Linked DNA regions of Mus musculus: all the other regions are linked to region 3. A link is a contact called in public HiCAR-type and promoter capture Hi-C data. All regions are on one chromosome and are shown on one strand. The core of a region is the stretch at or near the end of the contact, and the rest is flanking DNA. Distances in the headings are between cores, read along the strand shown. Region 1 holds the start of Serf2 (small EDRK-rich factor 2). Region 2 holds the start of Eif3j1 (eukaryotic translation initiation factor 3, subunit J1). Region 3 holds the start of Vps18 (VPS18 CORVET/HOPS core subunit).

Evidence for each region. Promoter capture Hi-C pulls out the DNA fragments that hold promoters and counts their contacts. HiCAR-type assays count read pairs that join an accessible place to other places.
Region 1: a contact with region 3 is called in a HiCAR-type map of astrocytes, with 6 times the contacts expected there. The contact joins the promoter of Serf2 here to the promoter of Vps18 in region 3. A contact is called at or near these places in 1 of 115 datasets of contacts at active chromatin or transcription factors (astrocytes) and 2 of 9 other capture datasets (adipose tissue and liver).
Region 2: a promoter capture Hi-C map of liver shows a contact between it and region 3, with 6 times the contacts expected there. The contact joins the promoter of Eif3j1 here to the promoter of Vps18 in region 3. A contact is called at or near these places in 2 of 39 promoter capture datasets (hippocampal neurons and liver) and 1 of 115 datasets of contacts at active chromatin or transcription factors (embryonic forebrain).

What each region holds. Positions count from the first base shown.
Region 1 is chr2:121,447,483-121,450,580 of GRCm38.p6, reverse strand. It overlaps Serf2 (small EDRK-rich factor 2), which reads right to left and starts at 1,383. Exons shown (of 3, transcript NM_011354.3): 1 at 1,140-1,383; 2 at 498-606. The coding sequence starts at 1,146.
Region 2 is chr2:122,026,776-122,029,944 of GRCm38.p6, reverse strand. Eif3j1 (eukaryotic translation initiation factor 3, subunit J1) reads right to left here and starts at 1,365. Exons shown (of 8, transcript NM_144545.4): 1 at 1,221-1,365; 2 at 1,034-1,137. The coding sequence starts at 1,272.
Region 3 is chr2:119,287,277-119,290,571 of GRCm38.p6, reverse strand. Vps18 (VPS18 CORVET/HOPS core subunit) reads right to left here and starts at 1,830. Exons shown (of 5, transcript NM_172269.3): 1 at 1,442-1,830; 2 at 278-419. The coding sequence starts at 1,532.

The sequences.
Region 1 (3,098 bases), core at 134-2,633, 2.2 Mb before region 3:
AACAAGAGGAACAGAGCTAAGGGTCAAAAGGCAATCAATCAGTCTCCATATGGCTGTTGCCCAAGGGGTCAGAAGTCTGGCCGCTCAGGCCCAAGGCTCTCTATTCTGTACTAAGTACCACACCCCAACAACACTAGTGAGAAAGTCGGGAAGAGGGAGGAGAGACAAGCAGCAAGGAGGGTCAAAAGTACTGGGCTGTCAAAACAACTACACTTGATATGTGAAGCCCCTGCCCTTGCCCTTAAGGTCAGAACTAAGGCCCGCAGAAATCAGCCTGCGGACAGGGACCCGCCCCAGTCCCTTCCTGTATGGCTGTGACCTAACAATTTAGAGTGGGGAGGAAATAAAACCCTAGAGGAAGCAATGCACTCTGCCCCTCACATCTAACCTAGACTTGGACCCTGCAATAGCTCTCTCTCCTGGTACACCCCTTTCTCTAACCCAGGTCTCCCCGTCCAGTCCCGGCCCGACCCTTCCTTTTCCCTCCCTGGGGCTACCTCTGCTTGCGGGCGGCAGCAGAAAGCCCATCATCTCGGCGCTTTCCCTTAACCGAGTCGCTCTGCTTCTTCATGTTCTTCTGGCGGGCGAGCTCTCGCTGGTTACCGCCTAAGAAGAAGAGAAGGTACAAAGTGAGACGCCGGAGCCGCTCCACGTACACACCAGCGCCCCTCCTCCCCGCAACTGGGACCCCGACCGTCCCCCCAACCCCCGCCGCAGCGCCGACCCCATCGCGGGGCTTCGGCTGCCCGGGGTAGGTTAACTTGGGGGTGCGGGAGGACGGTGCGGTCGAGACTGCTGGCGGCGCGCGTCAAGTTTGAGGCGGCGCGGGGGCCCAGACAGCTGCTGCGGTGTGTGGGACGCGCCGGGGCCTCACGGGCACGCGCCGGGGCCCACCACTCAGGGAACCCGGCTTCCCCAGCGCGGAAAGCCGGCGGCGGCCCGCGCCCAACACAGGGGTCTCCGCAAGTGGCGGCGTGCAGAGGGCTGCGCTTCCGGCTGGGCGGGAGGCAGCTGGAGAGCGCTCCCTAAAGACCCTTCCGCCCGCCGGGGAAGCCGAGGGGACGCACACGCCGGCACCCGGGCGCGCGGGGAGCGAGAGCAGAAAGAAAAGGGAGAGAGGAAAAGGTCCCAGCACTCACGGGTCATGGCGACGGCAGCGGCTCCAACCTGCCTCCGTTGCGTCCCCCTCGTTCGGGCCGACGTTGCAGGCCCCGCCCCCTTCGCGCGACGCCACCAAGTCGTCTTCTTCCTCCCGCCCCTTCACGCCCGGGCGCCCGCTTTCATTGGGCAGGGGGAAACACGTGGAGTGCGGTGCCACGCGCCAGTCCCGGAGGGCGAAGAGCGGAGCTCGGCGGGCGGAGCGCTGGCACGGGGCGGGGCTTCCCCGGAGCGCTGGGTCCCAGCCTGTAGAAACTAGGCCGGGTCACGTGGCCGGGGGGTGGAGGGGTGCGGCTGGCGATGTGGCGCTCCGACGGGGCCGGGCACGTGACTAGGCAAAGTGACCTCATGTGGGACAGTTTAGGGTACTGACTGACAAAGTCGCCCCGAAGGAACGCGGGGGAGGGGCGGGGCGGGGACGGGACGGGGTGAGGGCGGGATTTCCTAGGTCGTTCATCCGGTTATGTGCTATCAGTTCTCTGGAGCTAAACTTAGTGCGGTTCCCCGGTCTCCGAGCCTCTTGGCCGAACACTTGCCACAGTTGTCTGAAAACATACGCAGACAATTAGGAAACCCCTTTCCACTTTCCTCGCCCCTAAGCGCAGCCAGTTTTAGTGTGTCATAAAGTGATCCTGCAATCATTTCCCAAGAGCTTGAGTCCAGAGCTCCTGCATGCACATCTCCACTACTGAACTGGACTTAAGACTGCCCACAGAAACTTTGAATGTGCCTTGGGGGTGACGAAGCATACCCGAATCTGACTGTGGAGTTACTTCAGGAACCGAGATTAGGGAATGCTCCTATTTTATTAGTTTGCATCTCTCTCTTTCTCTCTCTCTCTCTCTCTCTCTCTCTCTCTCTCTCTCTCTCTCTCTCTGTCTCTGTCTCTCTGTCTCCTCTCTCCTCCTCTCTCCTCTCTCTCGACCGTGCCTACATTGTATCATTTCCCCTAAACCTTACATTTGGTTTGTAAGAGAAATCAGGCTGGTAACTAAATCTTTATTTTCGGTTGCTGAATCACAGATGCGCGCGCCCCCTGTAGAAAAGATTAGTTAAGCCTTCTCTCCCTTCCCAGGTCCAAGACAACAGGAATTCTGCTAAACTATCATGAAATAACCCCAACATGAACCAGAACAGTAGGATGCGTTTCCTGCTGACCAGAGGCACTTTATCCTGTCCAGTACCTTCACTAAGCAGCTGAATTCAGAGACTTCACTCCACTCTTTCACCAGAGTCGCCTAAGACTACTGAAAAACACAGATATTTACACTACGATTTATAATAGAAAAATTACAGTTTAAAAATAATTCTAGCCGGGCGGTGGTGGCGCACGCCTTTAATCCCAGCACTTGGCGGATTTCTGAGTTCGAGGCCAGCCTGGTCTACAGAGTGAGTTCCAGGACAGCTAGGGCTACACAGCTGTTGTCTCGAAAAACAAAAACAAAAAATAATTCTATGGTTGGGGGTCACCACTACATAAGGAACTTTATTAAGGGGTCGCAGGACTGGATCCATGAACTCTCATAAAATGGTAGGTATGGTGGTGTGTTATCTGTAATCCTACTACTCCCATAGTGAGAAGAGAGGTAGAGATGGGAGAATTTTCTGGAAGTTCAAGGACCAGTGAGCCTGGAATACAAAGCAAAAGCAATCCAACAGAAACAATGACAGACCCTGCCTCAGAAAGATAATAAAAGACAGTGGTGGCACACGCCTTTAATCCCAGCACTCCGGAGGCAGAGGCAGGCGGATTTCTGAGTTCCAGGACAGCCAGGGCTATGCAGAGAAACCCTGTCTCAGGACAGCCAAGGCTATGCAGAGAAACCCTGTCTCGAAAAATCAAAATAAATAAATAAATAAATAAGATAAAAGTGAAAGTTGTTCTCTAAAGACACACACCGGGATGAAGGAAATGAATTTAAATGTATGGTGGTAAATTT
Region 2 (3,169 bases), core at 116-2,615, 2.7 Mb before region 3:
GAAAATCTGCCGTGATAGGATAATATAAGGTCGGTAACAAACCATGCCCAAGTGTATACATACAATAGATAAAGAAAGCACGTAAGTAGCCAGTCAACAGCACTATTATTAACTTCATTATTAACTTCAATGTACACAAAGATCACTTCATTCCTCAAATTCAGGCTGTCTGGTAAAGTAGACATACACTTCAGCAAAGTTCAGAGTAAAAATGAAAAATCCAAACAGTATATCTAAAGCTGTAAGATGAGCCCGTGAGAGTTTTTAAGAACAATAAAGGTGAATAGGACTCGAATTTACAATACAAAAAAAAAAAAAAACAAACAAACCACTGGCCCCTGGTCTACCACAACCACCAACTCTTTGGGGTTTTTTTCTAAGCCTGTCTGTCCCTGTGTAGATGAATAACTGTTAGCTCTGTTTTTCAGAGTTCACAGTTCTGTCCACTAACCCGATGGTTATCTCAGTGCTCTCAGTTCATCCTTCTTACCACAGGGTGGGGGAAGGGAGAGCTAAAAGTTGTTTTACTACTCCAATTCTAGTTTAGAAAATTCAATGTATTTTCTCCATCTAATCGCTCAAACGAGCTACCGGCCTTCACAATCATACCTAAGTTACTGACACATGGGAGAGCCGAACTAGGAAAAGCGGATCCACGACTTTCCATATGGGACAAACACTGAAACCGAGTTCCCGATCTGTTCGCCTAGTTTCGGTGAGAGGTTCTGGACTGCGAAGATAGCACGTGGGCCGACCGGACTGCTGCTGTCACTTCTCGTCTCCAGTTAGGTTCCAGGCCAGAGAGCCGACCCTCGGTGAAGGGCTGGGGCCCAGGCGGTCACCACCCTCCGCAGAGTCCGGCCGGACAAGCTGCCGCCTTGCTGCCCACATGGCCGTCCAGCCGAGGGAACCTCCGGGCCGAAGCTCACGCGGGACCCACGGCCCGCAGGCCCGGGCGGCGCCCCGGGGGCCCGATCTCCCCGCCCGCAGCCGGCGCCCACGGGCGTAGCCTGGCTCCCGGGCCCGAACCTACCTTCACGTCCTCGTCCTCGTCCTCGCCTTCCCAGCGGTCCCCGCCGGCCGTGCCGCCGCCCGCGACCTTCCGCACCGGGTCCTCCATAGAGAACGTGTCCGCGTCTACGGAAGAGAGCGAGTCGCGTTAGTACCCGCGTGGGAGCGGGGCCGCCACAGCCCGCATTTGGGCCGGAACTTCTGCTCACCCCAAGAGTCTGAGTCCCCCGCCGCCGCTGCCGCCGCCGCCGCCGCCGCCATCTCGAACCGGGGGTGAGCGTGTGCGATGGGAAGAGCTGCGAAGAGTTAGCGCGGCAGAGGTGAGTCACTGGGCTGGCTCTCGTTGGCCCGCGCAGGGCAGGCTGGGACAGTGGCTGACTGGGCGCCCGGCAGAGGCTCCGCCCCACGGGCGACGCGCGCGGCAGGGGCGGGGCGGGCGGGGTGGGGCGACGCTGGGCTGGGAGACGCGGACCAGCCTGGTCCCCCCAAGCCACACCCCTCACCCCCTCATCCCCCACCCCCCGCGAGAAGAGAAAGGAAGTGCGCACGCGTGAGTCGGGCGGTGCTCGGCTAGCGAGTGGGTCTTCTAGTGCTGGCTGATCGTGAGCCGGCAGCAGGCGAGCAGCGAGGAGGAAGTGGACAGGGCAGATATCCCGTGGCCTCCTAGCATTCGGGCACGGAGATGGAAGTATACTCCAAGTCTCCCTGGTTCTCCCTTCCGGTGATCACCCGAAGTCCTGCACGGTGATTGTTTTGGCGAAAACATTTCGGAGTTCCGTGGTCCGTCCCAGGCTTATTCTAGTTTGTCCTCAACACAGTAGCAAAATAGTTATGTAAACAGATTTCGACACAGTGCAGTGGCTGCAACAAAAAGAAGCATTATGAGGTTAGATGTTAAAAAGGTAGCATTAACGACGACGGAAGTTTCAGTTTTCTGCCCGCGGTAGGCACTGGTGAAGCTGGAGTTTGAGAAACCAAGTGACTTGTGCTCCGGTGCATTTCTGGTAGAGAGAAGGCTTGTGGTGCTCATCTGAGTGCATTCTAACAGGTAAACTGATAAAAAGAACCTAAAAGGAGCAAAATTCTCTCCCCCTTGGCACAGGGCTTCCCAGTAAGGACATTAAGAAGGAAGGAGCTAGTTTAGATATTGTCTGATTTTCCAATATATTCATTGTTTTTAAAGTTTTTTGTTTTGTTTTGCTTTGTTTTTAAGACAAGTTTCTCTCTGTAGCCTGGGCTGTCCTGGAACTCGCTCTGTGAACCAGGCTGGCTCCCAGGTGCTGGGATTAAAGGCATGAGCTTAGGTTTTAAGTCTTTAAAAAAAACAGACACACATCAGCCATTCTTAGTACTTTCCGTTTCTTGTGTATTTTTCGTCTACAAGTAAACATTTTATAAGGTGGTCTTTCAAGAAATGTTCTACCGCAATTTTTTTGTGTTTGTTTGTTTGTTTGTTTGTTTTCGAGACAGGATTTCTCTGTGTAGCCCTGGCTGTCCTGGAACTCACTCAGTAGACCAAGCTGGCCTCAAACTCAGAAATCAGCCTGCCTCTGCCTCCCGAGAGCTGGGATTAAAGGCGTGCGCCACCACGCTCAGCTGTTCGACAGCATTATTAAAATGAGAGATGACGCTCTATAAAAGAAAGCATCCGCCCAGCGTGGTGGCACACGTGGTGGCCAGCCTGGTCTACAGAGTGCCAGGACAGCCAGGGCTACACAGAGAAGTCCTGTCTCAAAAAACCAAAAAAAAAAAAAAAAAAAATCCATTTATGATTTTACAAAGTACCTAGTACATAAGTATAGGATAAAACCAAGAGCCTCTGCCTTCCTTGCATTACCACTGAGCTATGCGATTTCCAACTCGAATGAATTAATTCTGCAAGGATAACTCAAGCCCAAATTAAGCCAGTGACAATGGAGAGGAAGGAACCAGTCTGAAAACTATTTTAAGGTCAAAGGCAACAGAATGGCTAATTCTATTTATCAGCTTGACTAGACTGTGGTACCTATGTCCCCTAGCTTTTAGTCAAATACCAGTCTAATCGCTGTGAATGTTAGATGTGACTAATGTTTAAATCAATAAATTGAGTAAAGCATTGTAATACATGTTGATCCAGTCGTGAATCCAAATTAAGACAAGACCCTAGGAAGGAAGACTT
Region 3 (3,295 bases), core at 581-3,080:
GGCAAATAGCGGACATACTTCAGGATTCCAGACTGTCCCAATGATCTGTGTGGCTAACTCTGGGAGGCTGAGAGCACCTTTCCCCCTGTTGAAAGACCAGAATGATTAGCTGACTCGTTCAACAGCATGGGTGGAATCTGAACATAGTTCTCTCTGATCTTCAGCCACCACACTGGTTCTCTTTGGGAAGGAATAGTGCATCTCCTGAAAAGCTATTGTGTCATTTGCTAAGTATGGAAAAAGACCCTAGTCAGCTAAAAGTCTCCAAAGATACTACCGGAGCAGTGTATCCTTGCCCAGGCTCATGCAGAGCTGATTGCAGGAGACCACGAGGCTAGTGATCCGCTCCGAGGGGGTGAAGTCAACCCGCTGCTTGGTGAAGATGGGCACCTCCTTCTCCAGGTGGGCACTTACATACCCTATAGGTGGGGAAGACAAGAGAAAAAGGCGTCCAGAGGGGGGTGAGGCACCCAGAAACCCAGAGAAACCCCAGTGTTAGCTGATACTTCTGCTTCCCAAGTATATTCCTACCCACAGGGTCTTGGTTCATAAAGAGTTCAACATGAAATAGTTTTCTGGTTGTCTTTATTGGAAGGGTCCTGGGCTCTTCCCACACTTGTGACAGTAGTAAGGGATTGGTTCTCTGTGCCTGAGATGAGGTTGTATCATGATATGCACGTTCCCAGTGGTAACGGGGGTGGGGGGAGACAGTACAGGGAGGATGGTTTTGGCATTCTCCCTTATGGTCTTTGGCCAAGAGAAACTAAAGTCCCTTCCTTGCTGTCCACACAGTATGGTTCAGTGAGTCTCCATTGTATGTAGAGAGTTCTGGGAACCCAGTCCTATCAGTCCAGTTCATAGGCTACAGTTGCTTTCTCGATAGTCCGCTGCAATATCATCATAGTGTGGGTAACCCTGCGCTGCTCTCCTACACTCTAAACTGCAGCCAGCTTTACCCCGGGACAATCATCTCCATTGTTCCTGTTCAGTAACAAAATTCCCTTTTGGATCGACCCTCCTTCACTTATAACATTCACGTTCCACCAAGTTCAGTGCTCATTCTGCCTCCTCTGCTACCTCAAGATGAAGTCTGGTGGGAACGAACACATACACAGACTCCAAAAGCTTTAAAAAAAATCCATAGAACAAGACACAGAAGCCTGGAACCTATATTCAGTTCTCCCAACTGCAGCCTATAGACAAAAGTAACAAGTACTTCCTTATCTGAGCCCAAGTTCCCTCTTTTGAAGGACCTTTGAGTTAAGGCCTAGATCACGAGGCTGTTCCTGTGGCTCTTTCAAACTTCGACCAATGACAAGCTGGGCAAGACAAGAAAGGCCTGGGGCTTAGATCCTAAACACACGCTGCAAGCTCTAGAGCTTCTCTCCCCCGTAAATGCTACCATAACAGAAAGGGGCAGAGGCGGCCTCTTCTAACTTACCAGAATGGGGGATGCCCACGCTAGGGCAACCAGTCTGCAAGACGGCCGAGCGGGACAATGAGTCCTCGTACTCATCCAGGATGGACGCCATGGCAATCAAGTTCTGGATCTCTGATCTGGGGGCTGGGGGTCACAACTGGGACCCCGGTCGTCCTGGATTTGCAAGTTGTGCTTCCCCAGCGTCTGACAGATCCTGAGAACCTTTTAAAAATTCTGGGGCCCTTTTCGCTTTCTCTGTGAAGGACGAGACGATCGAGGAGCCCCAACTAGTCCATGGCGCAGCTTTGCACCCCAGCTCCAGTCCCAAGAGATTATAGGCTCCCCTTAGCAGATCCCAGGTAATCACAACCTCGCCCAGGCAGCTCAGCTGACTCCCGCCCCCGTGACGCGTGCTTATGACGTGCTTCCGGGTTTTTCAGCCGCGAGTGTTAACTGGAGTCCTGGGCACCTGAGCCTCCACAAGGAGGCGTTGTCGGAGACTCGGCGCGGCGGGGGAGGAGCGCTTGCGGGCCACCCTGCTGCTGCAGTTCCTCATGTTGGCGCTAGGAGGCAGCCCGGGATTTCCCAGCGGCGTCCAGTAACAGGCTTGCGCGGATCCTAGGCTTCCGCAGCTCAGACTTCACTCCCTCAGACTGTCACTGAAAGGCCGGCGGTGCTCCTCCATCTGTCACACTACCTCCTGTTCCTCAATCGAATTGCTGCCTCAGTCCACCTTCACAGGCACAGGCAGAACAGTCTGAGTGTCCCTTCTTTCACCCCAGGGCCCCCTAGCTTCCAGAGGAAGTAGCTGAATGGGTCACAAGTGTGGCTCAGTGGTGCATAAGCACCTTGCCCAGCGGGTATAAGACCTGGATTTTTTTTTTTTTTCCTTACACCGCAAAAAGAAAACCATACAAAATTTAATCTCCAGCAGTGGGAAGGCTGAGGCAGGAGGATTACTAAGGACTGGGCTACAGACCCCCAGAAAACAAAACAGAAAGAAATTGACAACGCAATGGCCAGGTTAAGTAAGCTGCCTCATAGTAGCTCCTTAGTGTAGGGGGAGAGGCAAGGGTCACCGGGAAAACTGAAGCAGGCTACTTCCAGGCACTCTATACGTTGAGTGATGTTGACTGTCCTTGTCTAGCATGTGGGAAGCCTTAGGATCAAGCCCTAGTATCAGAAAAAGAAAAGGGGGTTATATATAGTCTTCAGGAAAGTCACGAGCGAAACCCTATAAGCCGTGTAATGGGGTGGAGAGGAAGCGGGGCTGGCCTTGGGCAGACTGTGGAAGCTATCGTGTGATCCACTGGAGGCTATAACTGGGGATAAGATCTGATGTTGGTACTGGGAAGCAGGTGTTTGAAAAGGACATGAGACCTGAGGCAGAAGACAGGCCTTATGTATCCATCCGGGAGAGAGAGAGCTGGGAAGTGGGAGACCATCTCAGAGGAAGGCACCAGAGACCTAGTGACAGGTTAGGTATGGCAGGCAGATGAAGGAGAGTGTGGGGACAGCTGGAGACCTGGCTGGTGGGAACAGAGGAGGAGCCAAATGAGAGGGGGTGGAGGTCACATGACTGAGCTCAGGGCACTGCTAGGGAACTTACTGGGGAACCCCAGCTTTACCTGTAACCTGCTCCAGGGCAGTCACCAATAACTAACTAGTGAATGTTTATTAGACATTTGCATAAACGAACTCTCTCATGGCTCAGTTTCTACATTTATAAAATGAGAAAAAAAAAATCTCTTAACGGTGTGCGGACAGTCGGATGTTATACAAATCACTGAGTGGTGAGTTTGTGTTTAAATATTACTAGTATTTAATAGCGGATTGTTGACTAAATTAAGATCCAGACCCGAAGAATCAAACCCA